Linked DNA regions of Oryctolagus cuniculus: region 2 is linked to region 1. A link is a contact called in public Micro-C data. All regions are on one chromosome and are shown on one strand. The core of a region is the stretch at or near the end of the contact, and the rest is flanking DNA. Distances in the headings are between cores, read along the strand shown. Region 1 overlaps PEAK1 (pseudopodium enriched atypical kinase 1). Region 2 has its middle 93 kb from the start of HMG20A.

Region 1 (7,202 bases), core at 1,254-3,753:
GAGTACCAGAAAACCCTACAAAATGAGGGAAACGCAAATTAGCATTAATTTCATGTGCTAGCTGGTGTTTTGCTGAAGCTGGATTGCTGCTCACAGCCAGAGGCCGGGGCTGCCTGCCCCACGCTGTGTCCTTTGCCGCTTCCGCTCCCCTCGGCTGTCTTCGCCGTCACGTTTCTTTCCAGGCTGTTGAGGATCGCATGGCTACACCAAGGTTTTGGTGGACCTGAAAGACATGCTGATTTGCGTGGTTAATAAGCGGCCATGGCAGTGATCCTGCCTGTGTTTATATTAATTTATTGTAGGTGTAAACTTTGCTCTCAGTTCAGTATCAAGCTGTTTTGGAGGACTCGCAAACCCTTGCCAATATATCCTGGATTCTAGTTTGAGAATGAGTCTTGTAATATGTTCCTTAAGCCATCATGTATTCACAACCGTCGTAAACATAATCCTGTCCCGCTTGTTAGAATGAGTCCTCCACATACCGCTACCAAGCGGACGTGTATATTATTTTCGTGAAAGCAGTAAATCCATATTTCTTCACAGTGTTGTATAATTCAGACTTTGATTAATTTAGAAGTACTTCTTCCCTCTAAAAGTGTAAATTATAAATGTTTTACAGTATGTACTGTTCACTGTTTTCTGTAGCTGGGAAAGTAAATGTAATTTAATCGGACAAATAATACCTTCTACCAAGGGTACAGGTCACACAAGACAGAAAGCCCCCCGGGTGGCATTGTCCCCGCTGGTGCCGTCGCTGCAGACGTCTGAGTGGCGCTTTCCGCAGGGCAGCGGCTGTTTTCCTTCTTCTCTTGCCTTCCATGTCTTTCCCCTCCTCTCTTATGTTTTTCTAACCCCTGTGAATCCTAGGCCAACACCGTCCCTGTCTCCCCTATCTCACTCCCTTTTTTTAAGAAACCAGAGATGACCTGTCTTCTCACCTGTCACTCAGCACTGACTCCCTAATTTAGCCTCCGGTCCAGCTCCCTCTGCTTCGTAGACAGGTGGCCCTGAGGACGGGGCAGCGGAGAGGAGGAGCACAGCATGACATCAGCAGCGTCGCACTGTCCACTTCAGGATGGCTTGGACTCAGACTGGGCTGGACAGACGGTCTGGCATGATTTGCCTCCTCATGTTCACTCCCTCGACACTCAAAGGCACAAGAGACAGAGCTTCGGGACAGCCCACGAGCCGTGTGTCTAAGCGCCGCACTGGACATGTGTGGGCCTGTCTCCCTGTAGCCCTTCTCCATTCACAGTGGAATTCTACTCTAGTGGACAGTGCCGCTGCTGCTGCGTGAACTACCGTTCAGGTGCTGCGGTCCTTGTGCCTAAAGCACCGCCGGGTGCCACGGACGGCCGAGTCCCACCATTCAGGCATCTGTGTATGCCCTCGGCCATCTGGCTCTGCCATTCATTAGCTGGGTGACCTTGGGCAAGTCTGACAATAGTGTGCATGTCATGGGAGTTTTGTGCGAATTGAGAATTGTCATGGGCAAAGTGCTTCAAATAGCAAATACTAACTAGAATTATTATTAAGCAAACACTTACTTAGTATGTAGTATGTGCTAAGCAATCCAAGATATATAAAGATGAAAAAGACATAGCCCTGCCTTCTAGGGACTTATGGTCTTATAATTAATTACTAGCAGTCTTATAATAATAATTAGGAGTAGCATTAGTATTAAACTAGTTCATCGAAGAACTTTATACAGTGACTTGAGTGGAGTGCTTGGGTTCGAATCCTGCCTCCACTTGCATTTCCAGCTTCCCACTTATCAGACCCTGGGAGGCAGCAGGTGGTGGCTCAAGTACTTGGGACCTCGCCACCACCCATCTGGGAGACCTGGATTGAGTTCCTTGCTCCTGGCTCTGGCCTGGTCCAGTCCTGAAAATGGCTGTTCAGGCATCTGGGAAGGGAGCCAGAAGATGGGAGATCTCTGTCTCTCTGCGTCTCTGCCGTTTCTGAGAGGTGGCTGGGAGGCTGAGTGGTGCTGCCGTGCCGTGTGCGTTTGCTGTTGCACAGTCCTTACCTGAGAGGCCCGCCTCGCGACAGGAACCTGTCAGAACACTGTCGTGACCAGAACAACTGAAAACGCCTAGCCTCGGCAGGTTTCTGATGGATTTTTACTTGGTCTTTCAAAATCAAGCAGGTTTTGTTTTGTTTTCTTTTTTGGACAAGAGAGCTTCATGTTGTAAAGTCTTGACATACCAAGAAGCTGTGTGTCTGGGTTGTTTTGTATTAGTCTGTCTGTCTTTTTCAATCTCCAATTAAGAAGATTCTTTTTATTCATGGAATTTCCATTTGTGCACCAAGTTAAAGCTGTGTTTTATCTCTTGCAAAACCTCTTCCTGCTCTGCTCTCACTTCCTCTCCCCACCCTTTTAGTCATCTGCTGCGGGGTTTGGCAGCTGGTCAAGGCGTCGGGTCAGCGTTTTTCCCTGTGGGAGAAGGAAAGGTTGGGAAGAGTGACGTGGGACCACTGTCACACTTTCCTTTCCCTTTTATAGAAGTGACCCACACGCTCCGTTGCAAAGCCCTAGGAGAGCCCAGCATCCTGGAGACCGCGGCTGCTCGCTGTGAGCGCCCTCCCCAGCCCGGGCAGAGCGGCGAGGGCGCTGTGGCAGATCTGCGGGAGACAGAGCCGCGGGGGCCGCGGGACTCTGGAGGAACGTCGCATCCGCTCCCCGTCCTCCTTTACTGTCGTCTGATTCTCCTGGGGTGCTGTGAGGAAGCACTCTGTGCGTGGTGCTCCTTTGTGCTGGAGCCAGTCGTGTCCAGCTTGAGGTGCTCCCACCCTTTCTGCAGGCCAGTTTATTTTGCGATTGAAGTCCAGTGTGCATGTGGTTGTCATGCATGGAGTCTGCTAGAGACTATTAGGCTGGAAGCAAACTAATTATTGTCATTGTACAGCGGTAGAGAGAGTATAAAAAAAAAAAAGGCAGTAATAGGTTCTTAAAAAGCTGTCATGGCTTGAAGTGAAATAGGCTACTCTTGAATGGCTTTCACCTATAGCCAGAAGGGCTTTGGTCCTGAAATCTGTCAAATATGAAATAGAGTTTTAGACCCTGGAATCCTGGTTAGCTGGTGGGGACAGCTTCAGCCACTGTACTCTCCCACGGACCATTTCATCCAGAGGGTTTGCCATGAGGTTATAAGGACTGCGGAGACAAATGAGCTGCTCTTATCAACCATCCCACGTGGGCACTCTGTGCCAGACCTGTTCTGGCAGATAAATAGAACACGCCAGCATGCACGCTGCGCTTCCTGTGTGAGTGCCTCCGGAGACGGATTGCTTCTGTCCTGAGCGTAACTTTGGGGACTGGAGTTTCCCGTTTGGGGAGTGTCAGTGTGGAGCAGGAAAGCTGCTGGTTGTCGGCGGTTGCCACTGAAGTCATTTCAGAGGGCATGGGTTGCGCGTGGGCCATTTGTGCATATGGTACAGCTTCTCTCTCTGTGAGCCTGTTATGAGTTAAAATAATCTGGACAACGTCTTTAAGTGCATATCTTTGTCTCCAAACATAATTGGTGTTTAAAAAGAAGCCCTCAAAAGTTCAAGTTCTGTGGCTTAGACAGCAGCTCCATCTGGTGCTTGTTAAAGGTGTTTGCTTGGTTCGTCTCCGTTTCATGGCAGTGTGGATACAGATGGACATAGAACTTGCAAACGAGTGCCAAATCCCAGATGAGTTCCTGCTGCGCACAGCCCTGGCGTGAGCTGGTTGTGTTCCTTGTGAAGCTCACTTGGCGAGTCTGTTCATGACGTGATAGCTGCTGATCAGTTCCGGAGCCATCCATTGACCAAATTAACCTACACTCAAAGTGGGGGATTTATGTACCCGTCTTGCAAAAAGAAAATATGCTGCACTACTTACAAAGAGAGAACTTAATCTGGCTCTTATCAGGAATGAGTTTCGCTTGGTTAACAAGATATTGGGCCAGGGTGGCTGATTCTTTTGTAGTCAGTGCCAAAATAACACTAAGTACACAAGAAGAAAAAGGTTTTTTAAATGTTCAGTGGCTGACCAGACCTGCTACAAACTGCCAACAGAAGCAGCCTCTGAATAATAGGCTTACACATGGTTTCTGTTTTCTTTATGCTTTTCCTGAATTTGCACAGCAAGCATGTACAGTTACACAAAAGAAATCTACAAAAGGAAAAACAATTTAGAAAAGCAAAACATACTGTAAGTGGCAACAGCCTTGAGTCCGAGATCTGGGTCCCTCTCACTCACTGTGGAGCCTTAGGGAAGTCACTTTGTCTCCTGGGCTTCGGTTCATCGCTCGTAAAACAGAAGGCTTGAATGAGGGGCCTGGCCTGGCTTGTAACTTTCTAGGGTAACGATTTTCCTCTCTTTCTTCCTGTCTTCTCAGCCTCTCCAACTGCCCCGTGTCTTGCCCGAGTGTTGTCATTTAACATTACCTAGTTTCTCCCCTAGGAACTCCTTTCTGGGTCTCGACTGCCTCAGACCTTTCTTCCTTCCAGTTCCCACCTACATCTCTCCAAAAAGTTAGCCGCTGTCACTTGTCGCCTCGTTCAGCCACGCCAGCATCTGGGGTTCCTGCTGGGGCCACTGTGGAACTCCCAGGGCCGAGTCCAGCGGGCACACTGAAGTCTCATTTTCCATTTGCCCTTCAGCAGCGCATTCTCATCAGATCTTACTTTATTCGTGTCAGTCCTTTATCTTGTTTATAATTGAGGGATATCTTCCACCCACTGGTTTACCCCCGGATGCCCACAGCAGCCATGGCTGGGCCACAGCAAGGAGTGTGGAACTCCATCCTGGGCTCTCAGTTGGGGGCAGGGACCCAAGCACTTGAGACGTCATCTGCTGCCTCGTAGGATGCATTGGTAAGAAGGGGGTCAGAGCGGAGGTGCCAGGACTTGGACCGGCACCCCGCACATCCGCCCCTTTAAGGGTCCCCTCGCCTCCTGTCCTGTTCCCCCAGCCACCGAAGCCGTCTTTACCTGCAGACAGTAACAGCTTTTAGTGCACTGCTCTGTATGACTTGTGATAAACGCGTGCAGTTGGGGAGCCACCACCACACAGTGGCTTGTTTGCAGTGTTTCGTTGTAAACCTTTATGCATCAGTTTTACAATAAACAGAAGTGTTCTGGGGCAGATATGTTGGAGTGGAATTACTGGGTTCCAAGGTAAGCTTATGGTTAACTTTATAAGAAACTGCCAAACTGTTCAAAGTGCCTGTACATTGCATCCCTACCCATAATGCATGAGCCTTCCAGTTCCTCCACATCCTTGCTAGTACAGATCAGTTTTTGTTTCTGTTTCAGCCGTTCTGATAAATGTGCAGCAGTAGCTCACTGTAATTTAAATTTGCATTTTCACATGACCAGTGGTATTTAGAATCTGCCACATGTGTATATGAATCCATATATCTTTAATCAGGTATCTGCTGAGGGTTTTTTTCCTGGTTTTTATTAGATTACTTTCTTTTCATTGAACTTTGAAAGGTCTTTATACATTCTAGATAAAAAGTCCTTTATCACATATGTACTTTGCAAAAAAAAAATCCTTCTTATCTGTGGCTTGTCTTCATTTCCTAGTTCTGTCTTTGGTGGAGCAAATATTTTTCATTTTTATGAGGTTCAAATTATCAGTTTTCTTTTTAGAACATGGTTTTGATTTTGTGTCTCAGAATTCTGCCTAACAGAAGGCCACAACAATTTGTCTCTTGTGTCATCTTCTAAAAATTTCAAAGTGTTAGATTATTATACTTAGGTCTGTGGTCCAATATGAATTCGTGTTTGTGTATGGTGTGAGGTGTAGATCAAGGTTCATTTTTTTGCCTGTGAATATCCAGCTGTTGCAGCATCATTGGATGAAAAGATTATGCCTTCATCTTTGTCAGAAATCACTTGACTACACTTCTGCAGGTCTGTTCTCTATTCTCTTGTAATCTGTGTCAGGTATCAGCAGCAAACTTTTTCCGTAAAGGACCAGAGAGTAAGTATTTTGGAGTTTTGCCAGGCACTAGGCAAAATGAAAGGTATTATTTAGATATTTGATAACAAGAGAGAAAACAAATTCGTACAGAATTTCTGACAAAATTGAAAATATAATGAAGTACCATATTTTGTAATACAGGTCTACTAACTCTTTTTTGCAAGAATTAGGGTTCAAAGTCAGTGTTTCCTCTCCTCAGAACTGATTGATTGATTGATTGATTGATTGATTGATTGATTTTGACAGGCGGAGTGGACAGTGAGAGAGAGAGACAGAGAGAAAGGTCTTCCTTTGCCGTTGGTTCACCCTCCAATGGCCGCGGCGGCCGGTGCACCGCGCTGATCCGATGGCAGGAGCCAGGTGCTTCTCCTGGTCTCCCATGAGGTGCAGGGCCCAAGCACCTGGGCCATCCTCCACTGCACTCCCGAGCCACAGCAGAGAGCTGACCTGGAAGAGGGGCAACCGGGACAGAATCCGGCGCCCCGACCGGGACTAGAACCCGGTGTGCCGGCGCCGCTAGGTGGAGGATTAGCCTAGTGAGCTGCGGCACAGGCCCTTCAGAAATGATTTAAAGTGCACCTGCTAGTATGCACCTGTGATGGTGCTGTAAGGGTGACGTGTGCACCAGCGGGGACCCTGCCGCCTGCAGAGAGCTGGAAAGCTCTCAGAGGAATGAGCGGCACACCGTCCCTGCCATCACCACTCCACACTCCTGTGGCAAGAAGCAGCCAGGGACGCCTGTGAACAAGCCAGTGTGACCGTGTGCCCCTGACTTCTGCTGGTGCACTCAGAAATCCCAACTTCATGATTTTTAGAATCAGTCTACAACAGTCGTGCTCTGATTCTGATTGGAATGGTGTTGAATCAGATGGGTTTGGGGAGAACTGACGTCTTAATAATGTTGAGAACTTTGATACGTCTCCATTTATTTAGGTCTCCTTGGGTGGTCTCACCCGGTTTTTGTGCTTTTCCACATCTAGATTTCAGATTTCGCACATATTTGTTACCTGTATTCCTAAGTGTGTTTTGTGTTCAGAGTCGTCTTTTTTAAATGCACATTGGAGCATGGTGTGTCCCCTACTCAAAGCCCGTAGGTGGCTTCCCACTGCCCTGAGGATGAAGTCTGAAAGGCTCCGCGGGCCGGACTGCTGCTCTCCTCTCACCTGATTCCTGCCGCTCTTGGCCTTGCTCACCGCGGGCCGGACCGCTGCTCTCCTCTCACCTGATTCCTGCCGCTCTTGGC
Region 2 (7,202 bases), core at 1,914-4,413, 360 kb before region 1:
CCACACTCCCAGGGTTCAAATGAGATGGCTCCCCACTGCAGGCCCCCACCTGCTGGCTTTGGGAGGCAGGAGAAAGGGGACTGCCGGGAAGTGGCCGGGCGGGGCCCTGTCCCTAGCCGAGCCTTGGCTGGAGCCGTCCGTGCCAGCGGGGGCCCAGGCCGGAGGCTGTTCCCGTGTCTGCCCTGCTGCTGACCTGCCGTGTGGCATTTTCAGGACGTGTGCTGTCTCTGAGCCCAGGCACCTGTGCGGGCAATGACCCAGGAACTGGCACTCCTTGGCTTTCAGGGCGTCCCCAGACCCAGCTGCCACTCCCGCCTGGGCTGGCTGGGGACCCTCGGAGGGCACAGGCTGCAAGGCCCCCATGCCCACCTCCCAGCAGCTCCTGACCAGACCTCTGTGCCCCACGCCAGGGCCCAGTAGCCCCATGGCCACGCAGTCACAGCCGGCTAAGCCTTAATCCCTTTACGTGGAGCCCACAGGATCCTCCCCCGGGCCGGAGGAGGCGGGGGTCGGGGGCGGGGAACGGGCTTGTTCCGCTGAGCCGAGAGGCCGGCACTGGGGGCCTGGCAGGGTCTGCCGCCCCTTCTGCCCGTGGGAAGGGGCTCCACAGCGTCCGTGGAAGAAACGGCCCGAGGAGATAAATGAGCCGTGGCGAAGCGCCTGCATGGATGTTGAAATATGTTTTCATAGTAAGCAATTTCTGTGACTTCTTTGGAAAGTGCTCGAAACCCAGTCAGGCTTCCTCCCTGCAATGGCGGCGTCTCTGCAGCCTTCCTCTATGAAAAGAGAAGAGGTTCATCCGGGCGGCTCCCTGGTGTGAGGGTGGGCGTGGCAGTGTGCAGCTGGGCGGGACCCCTCGGCCCCCAGCCGCAGAGATCGAGGCTGGGCGGAGCCCCAGGCGTGGGTAACGGCCCTCTGCGGGCTTTCCCAGGCGCAGTAGCAGGGAGCTGGAAGTGGACTCGGAGCAGCGCTCCATTACGGGGTCGGGAGTCCCGAGCGGCGGCCCCACGCCCTGGGCCACGATGCCTGCCTTCCCCAGCCTTCCCCGAGCTGGCTGCTCCCATCACGGGGGCAGAGCTCTCCCGCCTTCACCACTGCCCCTGGGGCTGCCCCGTGGGCGCTCGGATGGAGCAGGTCTGATTCCGCATCTGTGCCGTGGGAGCTGTGGCCCTGTCTGCCCATGGCACCAGCCACACGCTGTGGGTGACGGTCGTGGAGCCCCAGGCCTGTCTCCCTGCTGGCCGGCCCAGCTCCAGACTACGACAGGGGCTGCCAGGCTCACACCAGGTTCCCCCTAGCCTCTGCAGTGGGCCAGCCCACCCTCGTCTTCTGTGTCACCTAGGAAGGCCCCGATTCGTCCTTGGCCGGCTCCATCGCCGTAGGAAGGCAGGTGGCACTGGTCTCCAGGAGGCGGAAGTTCCAAGCACAGTGCCGAGGGAGGACCTGGGGGTCCTGGCAGACCAACCTCCCCTTGTGACCGTGGCATGGCCAGATGGACATGGCAGCAGGTGCCGCGTGCTGCAGGCCAGGGGAGAGGGCTCTGGCTTCCCACTGGCTCGCGCAGATCCCCACAGGGAGCTCGTGGGAGGAGCGAGCTATGTTTGTGTCGCTCTCGGGGTCCTGATGAACCGGGCAAGGCTTGGGTGTGGAAGGCCAGCCTGGCAGTCACTCCCGGGGAGGCCAGCCATGGTGCCGAGTTTCAGAATGCTGGGAAGAGTGGCCTTTTTCCAGGAGCAAGCAGGCACACACCCACACCCTAGCACGAGCAATACAGGACGTGACCCCGCCTCAGGGTCCCAGACTTGGCCGGGCGAGCGCCTTCAAGGTGGCTCTCGTGCCCTCTTGTCCTGGACTTCAAATTTTTATTTTTATCTACTTATTTTAAAAGTATCTATTTATTTGCAAGGTAGAGTTACAGAGAGAGAGAGAGGAGAGAGACAGAAGTAGAGACAGAGAGAGCTTCCAGCCATTGGTTCACTCCCCAAATGGCCGCAACAGCCAGGGCTGGCCAGGCAGAAGTCAGGAGCTGGGAACGCCTACGTGGGAGGCAGGGGTCCAAGTACTTGGGTCACCATCATCCACTACCTTCGTTAGCAGGAAGCTGGATCAGAAGTGGAGCAGCCAGGATTTGACCAGGCACTCCCACATGGGCTGCTAACGTCGAAACCAGGGCCCCCTAACGTTGAAACCAGGCCCCCTAACGTTTTTCTGTTTAATCGTGCTAAGTTGTACATAGGGTAAACTTTACCATCTTCACCGTTTAGTGGTTAGTGAGGATACTCACACCATGGTGTAACCTTCACCCCCACACCCAGTCCAGAACTGCTTCTTCGCTGAAATTGAAATCCTGCTCCCCTCCCCCGTCCCATGACCTCCCACTGTCTGAATCTCTGAATTTTCCTACTTTTGGGTAATGCAACAAGCAAATCACACGCCGGGTGTCCTTTTGAATCTTGTAAAAGTATTTTAATTTGGGGGACCAGTGTCGAGGCACAGCAGGTTAAGCTGCCACCTGTGACACCGGCATCCCATTTCAGAGCCCTGGTTCGAGTCCCGGCTGCTCCACTTCAATCCGGCTCGTGGCTGATCTGCTAATGGCCTGGGAAAAGCAGCGGAGATGGCCCAATGCTTGGGCCCCTGCACCCACGTCGGGGACCGGGGTGGAGTTCCAGGATGAAGCTCCCGTCAACACCCCTATTTCCCGTGCGTCAGCCAGGGTTCAGCCTAACTGTTCCGGTCCCTGTGTGCAGCTCTCTCCCACTCTCCCTGGGGGGGCTCCTCAGTCCTGCTCGGCGCCGTGTGCTGCCCACGTCCCGACCCTGCCCTCTCTCTTGGCTATCTCCTGCTTCAGCCCACCCGGCCTGGGAAATGAAGAGGGAAGGGGCCTGCCCGTCCCCCACCACCACCCCCGTGTGCACCTCTGCCCCCACCCCTGGCCCAGGGGTGCCCCGCACACCACAGCCACTGCGGTCCACGGCCTCTGTGCTGACAACCACGGGCTCCCGCCAGAGCCGCCGCAGCTGCTGCAGGCAGCGATGCTGCCCGGAGCCCACCCAGCTCTTGAACTCTGCCCACAGTCTTCGGGCTTGGCAGGCTGAGGCCGGATGCTGGGGCCTGGGGCCTGCCCCAGCTGGCCAGGGAATGAGGCCAGGCCCATCCCGAGGCTCTCAGCGAAGCGCAGGCGCGCCCAGTAGCTCTCCTTCCATCAGGAAAGGGCTTGCCTGCCACTGCTGCTTCCGGTCCGCTGTGCACCCCCAGGGACACCCACCCTCGAGTCCAAAACAGGCCCAGGCCCCGGTCTCGGCCGTGCCCTGTGCCCAGGCTGCGCCCAGCCCAGGAGAACAGCTGCTGTGTGCAGGGCCCTCCTGGGGGACACAGGGCCCCACCCAGCAGAGAGCACAAGGCCTGGACACCCAGAGGAACAGAGCCCAGAGAGACAGAGCCTGTCCCCCTGCAGGTGATGGGGAACCCTGGCAGAAGTCACTGGGAAAGGCAGGCTGGCCGCCCAGCCGGCTGCATTGAGGTGTGAGGGGCCTGCAGCCAGGAAGGTTCTAGAAGAAAAATAAAAACCAAATTACAACGCGATGTTAGGTGCCAGGTATTGGGAGATGTTTGAGGCCTGAGCTGGACTCCTCTCCCTGTCCACCACCTGGTCCCCACGTGGCGCTGCAGGCCCCGCCCCCTCGGGAAGGCTCTGGAGCCGCCTCGGGTGCCCCTGTCCATCCACAGAGCACGCCGTTGACTCCTCTCCCCAGCCTAGGGCTCGGCCTGTCTCTAGCAGTAGACACCCAGCTTAATAAGCACACACAGGGGCGGGCGCCGGCGCACAGCAGGTAAAGCCACCATGTGGGTGCTGGTGTGCGTCTCAACTTCCCATCCAGCTCTCTGCTGTGGCCTGGGAAAGCAGTGGAGGATGGCCCAAGTGCCTGGGCCCCTGCACCCGCGTGGGAGACTCAGAAGAAGCTCCTGGCTCCTGGCTTTGGCCTGGCCCAGCCCTGGCTGTTGCAGCCACTTGGGGAGTGAACTACAAGACAGAAAAGTCCTCTCTCTGTGTCTCTCCCTCTCTCTCTGTGTCTTTCAAATAAATATATAAATCTTGATTTTAAAAAGTTCATTCATTATTTAAAAAAAAAAAAAAGCTGGTGCCACCTGTGGAGGAGGTCCCGACTCGGCGAGGGTGGTTAAGGGTGGCTCACTTCCCCCGATGGCACATAAGGCCTGCCCAGGGAGCTGCCAGGTGGCAGAGGGGCACAGAGGTCCCCGGCAGGCTGCCATCCCAGCAGGAAAGCACCCCCCGCCCCACACCGCCATGGACATGGGGATCAGCCACTGCTCTCTCTGAGTCTCTGCCTTCTTGGAAAACGGGCTGGAGGCGACTGGGTCGTGGGGCTGGACACTCGTGGGCATGATCATGGGCTCACGCTCAGAAGGCGCCTGCTGCCCACAGAGGTCAGTGCAGGCAGACAGCTGGCCCAGCAGGGCAGAGCCCAGCAGCCACTGAGTCCAAGGAGGGGCGGCGGCTGAGCCTGGGACCCCGGGTCTCTCCCAGCCTGGACTCAGCCTTCACCCTAGGCCCTGGGACTGCCCCTCCGAGCGAGTGGATTGGTCAGGGTACATGCACAACCCGCCTCTTACTCTCAGGGCAAAGGCTTAGTCCCAGAGACTGCAGAGCTAGGGGTGCAGTGTAACCACCTCCTCCAGGGAACATGGGGCAGCCCCCCGGAAGGCCAGACCCCCAGCTGCCCTCCCCACTCCCCTGACCTGCGCCACGCGGCCCCTTGCAGTCCCCTGCCTTTGCCCACCTGTGCCTCCGCTTCCAACAGCCAGGCCACCAGACAGTAGGAGGTGCCTGCACATTTATGCTCCGCCCCCTGTGGCTGGGAGAAAGGGGGTCCACCTGCCCCAGCCCTCTTGACTCTAGGACGACTCGGGGGTTCCCAGAGCTGCTGTGGGATGTGCCCGACTCCACGCCCATGTGTGTGCTCCTCCTGGTGCTGTTTGTCCCACGTCCTAGCCCTCTTCCGTCTCCCTGTTCAAGAGCTCTCTAAGGATTGATCAGCCCGCCCCAGCCTAAGCCGGTGGCCACCAGAGGCCAGGCAGAGGGCAGGCGATGGCTGTCACCTGCCTGGCTCCCGGGAGGCTGGGAGGGGATGTACTCTGCGGCCAGCCCTCCTCTTACAGCCAGGCGGGGCAGGAGAGGAAGGAAGAGGGTGGTGTCGGCCGGGGCTCTGCAGGGACCGGGAACCCGCGGCAGAAGTGTGCCGTGTGCACCGTTTGTCCAGGACATGCATTGTCCACAAACTTTTTGAAGACCCTCCATATATGCAGATACTTATTACAAGGAATTGGCAGGGTGGGCGCAGGGGCGCAGTGGGTCACGCTGCCACTTGGGACACCCCAGGTGAGTGCCTGGGCTCCACTGCTGATTCCAGCTTCCTGGGGGGCGGCAGGTGATGGGCACCTACGTGGGAGACCCAGATGGCGCTCCTGGCTCCTGACGGCTTCAGCCTGACCCAGCTTTGGCTGTGGAGAGCTGTTGCAGGGGTGGGTACTCTTCCTCTGCACCCCATCAGCACCAAACAGGCACTGATCAACACCCACAGCGGCCAGAGGCGAAACCCTAGGACATTTCCTTCTTTAATTGTCCTCCTGTCCCAGAGTCTGGGCGCCTCCGCCAGCGGCGCGGGGCTGGTCACCCCCAGGCTCTGGGTGTGAGAGCCGGGCAGGTGCGGTGTGGCAGGCACGGCTGCCCTGCCTTCCTAAAGCCCTGCTTTGGAGAGAAGAGAACCGTTGGTGGCATCCTGGGAGCTCATCCACAAGGCCGTGTGGCAGAGTGCCAGTAACGGGCGGTGAGAACAGAAAACGAGAAGGCAGGACAGACAGGGACCGTAACAGCTCCCCGGGACTTGGGGGGCCCAGAGGGAGTCACTGACACCCGCCTGCCTCACCAGGGGCCTGCGGCCGGCCAGGGTGGAGGCAGAGGGCCGGGCCCTCAGGGGCTGCCCAACAAAGCCCCCAGGATCCTAATGCAGAGCCTGTGTCCTTCCGGAACCTTCTCTAGCTCTTCCCAGGGGAGTGGTTAGCTAGGATGGGGGTGGGGGATGGGAAGCGTCGCAGAATCAAATAACAGGACCCCCAGGGAAGTGACATTTTGTAGACAGAAGCAGGACATCTTTCGTAGAAGCAGCTACCGTACGTTGCAAGGACGTCCTGATGCTAAAAAGCCAGTCACTGTTTGCCAGATTCAAGTTCAGCTGGGTCTCCCGGGCCAAGGAAGTCATTGCGGTGTCTTGCTAATTATGCCCGCCCTAGGGGAGGGGCCAGTGCCCCTGTGGGAGAAATGGTGAAAGACACAAAGAGAGCTCATCCTGGCAGGGCAGCGGGGACAAGGTGCTGCTTCCCTTCCGGAAGGGGTGGGCGCTGTGGCCCAGCAGGTTTACAGCTGCTGCCTGGGGCACTGGCGTCCCGCATCTGAGTGTGCGGGTTCGAGTCCCGGCTGCTCCACTTCCCATCCAGCTTCCTGCTGATGTGCCTGAGAGGCAGCAAGCACTTAAGTGCTTGGGTTCCTGCCACCCTCATGGGAGGCCCAGATACTGTGGGCATTGGCAGTGAAGTTAGTCTCTCTCTCTCTCTCTCTCCCTCCCCCCCTTCTCTCTGTCATTCCTTTCAAATAAATCATTTTTAAAAGGAGCCAGACGGAATGGCTGTGTTTGGAAATAGCACTCCGGGGGCCGCACGGCAGAAGGAAGACGTGGCACCGGGCTGCAGATCCGGCTCTGCCCCCTGCTCCTGTGAGCCCCTGCGTGCGCTCTGCCTCTGAGCCTCCCCCTGCCCTCCTGGGTGGCCAGGGTTCTCCACGGCCACACCCTGCAGCCCTTGCTGGCCGGGTTTACGCCCCTACGCCCATCACAGGTCTCTCGCTCCCGAGTTTCCAGAACGTGCAGAGGAGGGGGTGCTGGCCGGGGAGGCGGTGGAGCCACTGTGCCCTTAGCTGTCCTACCTGGGACACGCCGAGCCCCGTGCAGAGCCCACCAACCTCATCCTGCTGCTCCAGTTCTGGGCCACCCTGAGGCCCTGCCCTGGGGGACCTGCCCCAGGGAAGACGCTTCTGGGCCACCCCTGGCCTCAGGGACCAGGCCAGCAGCTCCAGGGCCCCTAACTTTGGCCCTGGAGGGCTCTGCCTGCCTTGGTTGTGCTCAGCA

Evidence for each region. A called contact is a pair of places that touch in the nucleus more often than the background predicts.
Region 2: a Micro-C map of ear pinna shows a contact between it and region 1, with 3 times the contacts expected there. The contact joins two enhancer-like sites. A contact is called at or near these places in 3 of 6 Hi-C or Micro-C datasets (ear pinna, psoas muscle and an unstated tissue).

Annotation. Positions count from the first base shown.
Region 1 is chr12:107,694,717-107,701,918 of mOryCun1.1, reverse strand. All of the region lies in intron 5 of PEAK1 (pseudopodium enriched atypical kinase 1), which reads left to right. Among named protein-coding and RNA genes, the nearest start is that of TSPAN3, 100 kb to the right of the region's middle. Within about 2 kb of position 2,503, at least 4 of the 8 cell types and tissues checked have an H3K27ac peak or open chromatin away from gene starts, as enhancers often do. A contact at or near this core is called in ear pinna, where this site is marked.
Region 2 is chr12:108,056,077-108,063,278 of mOryCun1.1, reverse strand. No RefSeq gene overlaps it. Among named protein-coding and RNA genes, the nearest start is that of HMG20A, 93 kb to the right of the region's middle. Within about 2 kb of position 3,163, at least 2 of the 8 cell types and tissues checked have an H3K27ac peak or open chromatin away from gene starts, as enhancers often do. A contact at or near this core is called in ear pinna, where this site is marked.